2 separate regions of the Rattus norvegicus genome follow, and region 1 is linked to region 2. The links are chromatin contacts, called in public Hi-C maps. All regions are on one chromosome and are shown on one strand. The core of a region is the stretch at or near the end of the contact, and the rest is flanking DNA. Distances in the headings are between cores, read along the strand shown. Region 1 has its middle 260 kb from the start of Dusp10. Region 2 has its middle 32 kb from the start of Hhipl2.

Region 1 (3,015 bases), core at 341-2,840, 260 kb after region 2:
TTAGGAAGTAAGATGATCTTAGCTCATGTAGTGAATGTGTTTGCAGCTTTGTATCCCCTGGGCTGTGGCTGGTAAGGGAGTGAAAGCCTCTTCCTCCCTCCCTCCCTTCCTCCCTCCCTCCTTCCTTCCCCTCCTTCCCTTTTTGTGCGTGAACGTGAGCAGATTGTAACTGTTAATAGCACTTCATGAAAAGGAAGGCAAAATTTGAACTTATTTGAAGGGTCCTCTTTCTCTTTGGGACAGGAACAGGTATGGATGTTTTGTTTTTCGATATCCAAGTGGTCCCCACAAACTTCCAAACACCTGAACAAGTAAATTTTTGTCTAGCCCGGGTGGTTCGGCTTTCCCAGGGGAGACATGAAGATATATCTCTTCACCCCAGGTACAGAACTATGCATGTTCTACTGGGTGCACTATTGACTTTCGTGGGGTGGCTGACAAAAGTAAGAGTGATTCAGAGGCAGATAGATACCTCACCAGAACACGACCAAGAAATCCAATCCTAGTCAACTTAATTACGTCTGCTGGGAAGCCAAGGATGACCTTGAAACCCTGGTTGCCCTGTCTCTACTTCCCAAGTGCCAGGATTCCAGGCAGACACTATCATGCCTGGTTTATTCAGTGCCTGAGGGCAAGCTCAGGGTTCCATACCTGTGAGATACACTTACAGCTTAGCCACATCACCGGCCCCTTGTATAAACTCTTCTAGAATGGTGATTTTTTTTTTCCTCTGTGTAGCACCTGGCTAAATTTGTTGTTGTTATTGTTGTTGTTGTTGTTGTTAATTGTTTGGATTGATCTTTTCCCTGAATGTCAGTGTGAGGATCCGGATCCCCTGGAACTGTAGTGACAGACGGTTGTGAGCTGCCTTGTGGGTACTGGGAATTGAACCTCAAGAGCAGCCACTGCTCTTAACCGCTAAGCAATCTTTCCAGCGCTGTGATGATTAGAATCTTTGAGATAGTAGACCCTGTGAGGGTTTCCTGAAGGCTTTATGAGTCTCGTGATCTTCTCTTTCCCTCCACAAAGGACTCCCATGACGTTGTCGTGAACGTCATTGCAATTACTCCACCTCGAGCTCTAGTTGCACTCTAGTCCCAGGCATTAACAAGAGCCTCTGTCTTTCCCTTGCAGAGCTCATTGGAGGGTCTGTTGAGCAATGGTAGCTCATCACGGTTAGGCTGCATCTGGACACTGCTCTGTTGAGTAGGCACGTCTGCCTTCTTCTAGGGTGTTTTTAAGTAATCCTCCTCCACAGAGTAACACAGGGCTTAATCAACTAATGCTGTTAAAAACTTGGATGAGGAGACAAGGTATTGTGATTGAAGTTTCTGCAATCCCAAGGAGAGAAAGAAACAGAAATGTGTGGCCTCAGCTTTGGTCTAAAGATCAATGCAGAATTAATGTGAACGGGCTTGCCAAGAACACAGCAGCTTGCAGGCTGTGCTTGCAAATCGCCTTCCATTTACATCCGAAGATCAGAGCAGCGAAGAAACTTTGAGTCTGTATTTCTGCTCACATAACCCTTAGGGACCACAGCTGACTGTTTCAAAGGAACTGAAAACAACCATCTATTCTTTTACTCTTCCGGCTTGTGATCAGCTCCTCCAGGGCATTGCTCCAAACCACTTCTGTTAAGATTGCCAGGGTCACAGCAGGGCATTTGAAAGCGGAGTTCCTTGTTCTCCAAGAACATTTACAAACAGGTCGCAAAGGCACCCTGATTACTTCCAGTTGCTTTAAAAAAAAAAAGGCAGTGCAATTTTAACTTCTTCACTTTATTTTCCTTTTAATAAAGTGACTGACACTTGAAACCCATCCCTCAATAAGTTAAAGATAAAAGGTGTACGTTCTTCTTCTTTTTTTTTTTAATATGTGGAAGTACTTGGGAAGCACACCAAGGTAATGGCAGCTCTGGAGAGCCTGACGTTCATGAAGATGCGTATCAAGGAACCATGGATGGATAAGACTTGAAGGCCATTGAGTAAGCTACAGGGCCCTGTCCTGTGTCTGAGATCCTCCCTGAATCTTTCATATGTCATCTGACCTGAACTATCATGGGGCTGGCACAATGTGTACATGAGATAAGTCCCTACGCTGACTTTGTGCTAGCTGGGGTCCAATTCAGCTTTCCTTGCTCCCTATCTTTTTTGTTTAAAAAATTACCATTTTAAACCCTCCACGTTTGTTCTTTCATTCCCACAGTTGAGGTTCTCATTTCTCATTTGGAGTGGAGCCATGACCTTATGATTTCTTTGTCTTAGCTTGCCTTAAACCACACAATGCTCACCAAACCAGTTACCTTAGCTGTAAATACCTTTGGTAACTCTGGGTTTCCCCTCTTACCCTCATGGGACCAGCTGTCCCTGCTTTATGTGCCAGGTGTCATGTAGACAGATTTCTCTGTGCATCTGGAGGCCTCCCTGGCTCTGTCTGTCTGTGATGTGCCTTCTTGCTTATTGGGGCACAGTGGATGTCGGGGACTTTTATTTCTCTCTCATGGCTGAGGTATGTGTATCCTCCTAGTTTAGGGGAGTGTTGCTCTTGGAAGGTAGTAGATGAGCACACTTTCAGTGATTTCTACAGGCTAAGGAGAACTATGAGCTTAAGACTTCCTTTTTCCTGGGGGTCACCCATATCCCATGTCTGATTCTCCTTCACCCAATGAAATATAGCTAGGGCCATTTTCATTCCGTCCATCACTAGAAAGGTGAGTTGGGGCCTTCACTGTGGCCATATCATAGCCCAAATTTCCCTTTTGTTAAATCTGGTCTCCCTGAGTTAGACACTAATCTTGGGAACACTCTCCAGAAAGTTCCTACATCCCATCTAGTGTCTGTCTATCCATGTCCAAACCCTAGCACTGTCCACGCTTGGATTTTCTAGGAACTATTGATGTCTACTATAAATTGCTATAGCATTTTGTTTATATGATAAACTAGGCTGCATATCATCTAGATTTCTTAACATGGCCTCCAAGAAGGCAAATTTCTTCCCAACATCCTCCTCAGAGTT
Region 2 (3,289 bases), core at 251-2,750:
CGCCCACATTTCAGAGATGGGTGAATAGTGCTCGGAAATGCTGAGGTGGGGCCCACGGATGCAGGAGGAGCTGACTGGGGAAAGGTAAATAAGTGACTGGGAGGCATTAACTGTCTAGTTTTAGGTACAAATGAGGTGGTTGATGAGATATGGTTTGAGTGAGAACTTCCTCCACAGGCTTAGAAATTCGAACACTTGCTCTCCAGTTGGTGGGACTGTTTGGGAAGGTTTAGGAGGTGTGGCCTGTTGGAGGAAATAGGTCACTGGGGGTGGGCTTTGAGAGTAAAAATGCCTTGCCTACTTCCTGTTTACTCTTTGTGCCTGCAGTTTGAAGATGTGAGCACTCAGCTTCCTGTTCTGGCCACCAAGCCTGCTGCTTGCTGCTATATCTCCTGCCAGGACGGATTCTTATCCCTCTGGTGCTCTGAGTGCAAATAAATGTTTCTTTCCATAAGTCGGCTTGGTCATGGGATTTTCATCACAGCCATAGAAAAGTATCTAGTACATATGTCTACTCCCACAAAGGCCTAACATAATCCTGAGAGTCTCACAGAGATAACTCCTCATCGTCCAAATGCTTGCTATGTTCCAGGAAGCTCTCTGGGTGTGAGGAGTTAGATCACTCAGAGCTCAGAGGATGTCTCCCATGCCCAGTGGTCTTAACAGGTTCTGGGAGGGCCCTATGATAATGGCTGAATCTGATGCCATCCATTTCAGGGTAGCTATGCTATTCTCTGTCACTTCTGGCCTCACCTGGGTGGCAAGTGCTGTCCCTGGGCATTCCAAGGTATGTCTTAACCCATCACCCATTTTTTTTTTTATCTCTCTCCAGTAGAGAGCTGCAGTTCCCAGAGTTGGCGTGAGGTCATAATCCTACACAAGCTTCTCAATGTGTGACTCTGAGCAAATGGTTCTTTAAAAAAAAAGCATCACACATTTCCTTTTTAGAATTATTTATGTATTTGCCTATCTATTTATGTGTGTCTGGATGTGAAGGTCAAATGACAACCCAACAGAGTCATTTCTTATCTTCCACCAGGTGGGTCCAGGGGACTGAACTGTAATGACCAAGTCCTGGAAGGATATGACGGTACCCTCTGAGCCACCTAGGCAGCCCCCAGAAGATGGTTCTTCACCCCAAGGTAATAACCAGCTGCCTCGTTGGAGCCAGGTGGCTGCAGTCAGGAGTGGAGGAACACAGCTGGAGGAGCAAGGAGCAGTTGTAAGGATGTGGGAGCCAGGAGAGGTTAACTCTTTCTCTCACAGCTCCCGATCTCCGACACATCCAGCCCTCTGGGCTGACATCCTTAGGTTTTTATATTTTGACTGAGCAGCAGGATTAAGTGTGCCATCAGGTAGGAGACAGGACTGGAGGTGAGTCGGCTGACATTCTCATCTGCATGCAGGGATAAACCGTCCTTGAAGCTAATCCACAAACTAAGGCACAGAGCTATTAGGCAGAACTCTAAGCAAGGGCTTTATTGGACAAAGCGTCTGCGGTGGCTCTTCATGCCCGATAGTTTTGGAAGGACGGCTGTGCATATTAATCCCTTCCCTTGGCAGACCGAAAACCCCTTGCAAGCAGAATCAGCCTGTTTTGCAACTTGCCAGGATCTGATGAACTGAAGCCATGATCATAAGATTCATTTTGGAGGGTTAAGCTACAGCTTTCGGGGAGCCCAGGACCTCCTCTGACTGCTGTTTCTCTTCTGGATCGAATGTCCTTGTTCTCTGTTTCTTTCTTTGGCCACAGGCAATGGGAGTCTTCAGTTTGCTTCTATACAGGGCCGTGGGAAATTAGTCGAAACGACTGAAAAGCTCTCCACGGCCACAGCTGGCACAAGAGCCCTTACTGAATATTAGTTTGGAGGAGGCTCATCAACTCAGACAAGTTCCCCCTGTACTTATTTATTTTTGGCTTAGTTCTTTTCAGAAGAGCAAGTGCTGGAGACATCGACAGACGTGTGAGCCATTAGGGTTTCAGCGGGAATGTCCCCACAGGTTCCCACGTTTGAGCATTTGCTTGCCAGATGGTGGCACTGTTTTGGGATGTTGTGGGTCTTTTGGGAGGTGGAGCCTAGCTGCAGGAGGCAGATTTCTGGGGGATGGGCTTAGCTCGGGGTCCCATTTCTGTGCTCATTTCAACTCGATGATCTGACCGAGAACAAGCAGCCTCATGCCCCCACCAGCAATGGCACTGATCACTGCCTGCCTTCTCTACCATGATGGACTTGAACATCATACCATGATCCAGGAGAAACTCTTTCTCCCCTAGGTTGCTTCTTTTAGATACCTGTTCCCAGCAATAGAACAGTGAGGGTGGCTGGGGGTGGGGTGCTAATGCTGGGGTCTATGTTAGAAGGAAGGGAGAGTTGGCATGTTGGCCTTTTGTCTTGGAGCAGGGATGTGTTTGGGTTTAACTCTTGGTGACGGTTCTCCTAAAGGAAAGCAAAGTCCATTCGGGAAACTAACAGTGAACTGTTACAATCTCACCCACTACCCCTAAGTGCTATTCTGTGATGAGAAGTCTGTGCTTGTAGTGGTTTGGAAAGCCTGGAGACTTCTAGGAGAATCACAGTTCATATGACAGTAAGTTAAAAGTTCTGGGTTCTCCTGGCTGTAGTCATACAGGCGTTTAATCCCAGCACTCAAGGTCTCTATGAGTTCCAGGCCGGGGGAGGCTATCTAACCATCTTATTTCCGGTTCCTGAGAGTGCTGGGATCATAGACACTTGCTAACAGGCCAGGCTTCAGTTAGCTGAACCAAGGGTTTTTCTTATTTGATTGTAAACATGTTTTTACCATTTTCTTTTTCTTTTTTTTTTTTACACAAACAGCACCTATATTTGGAGAAATTGAGTTAAAATAAGGGAAAGTAGTACAAATTGAACTTCTGCAGGTACCTAGCCAGGTACTTTATAGATGTCACCTTCTGTGTATTACTTTCCCAAGTGTATTGGCCTGTTTTGTGTCAACTTGACACAAAGCTAGAGTCATCAGTGGAAGGAGCCTCCATTGAGGAAATGCCTCCATGAGATCCAGCTGTAAGGCATTTTCTCAATTAGTGATCAATGGGGAGGGCCCAGTCCACTGTGGGTGGTGCCATCCCTAGGCTGGTGGTCCTGGGTTCCGTAAGAAAGGCTGAACAAGCCGGTAAGCAGCATCCCTCCATGGTCGCTGTATCAGCTCCGGCCTCCAGGATCCTGCCTTCTTTGAGTTCCTGTCCTGACTTCCTTCAAAGATGAACAGTAATATAGATGTATAAACCAGATAAACCCTTATCACCCCA

Evidence for each region. Hi-C and Micro-C count contacts between places; a contact is called where the count stands out from the background.
Region 1: a contact with region 2 is called in a Hi-C map of frontal cortex, with 2.4 times the contacts expected there. The contact joins two enhancer-like sites. A contact is called at or near these places in 2 of 12 Hi-C or Micro-C datasets (Schwann cells and frontal cortex).

The regions. Positions count from the first base shown.
Region 1 is chr13:97,881,276-97,884,290 of GRCr8, forward strand. No RefSeq gene overlaps it. Among named protein-coding and RNA genes, the nearest start is that of Dusp10, 260 kb to the right of the region's middle. Within about 2 kb of position 1,591, at least 27 of the 93 cell types and tissues checked have an H3K27ac peak or open chromatin away from gene starts, as enhancers often do.
Region 2 is chr13:97,616,976-97,620,264 of GRCr8, forward strand. No RefSeq gene overlaps it. Among named protein-coding and RNA genes, the nearest start is that of Hhipl2, 32 kb to the left of the region's middle. Within about 2 kb of position 1,501, at least 17 of the 93 cell types and tissues checked have an H3K27ac peak or open chromatin away from gene starts, as enhancers often do.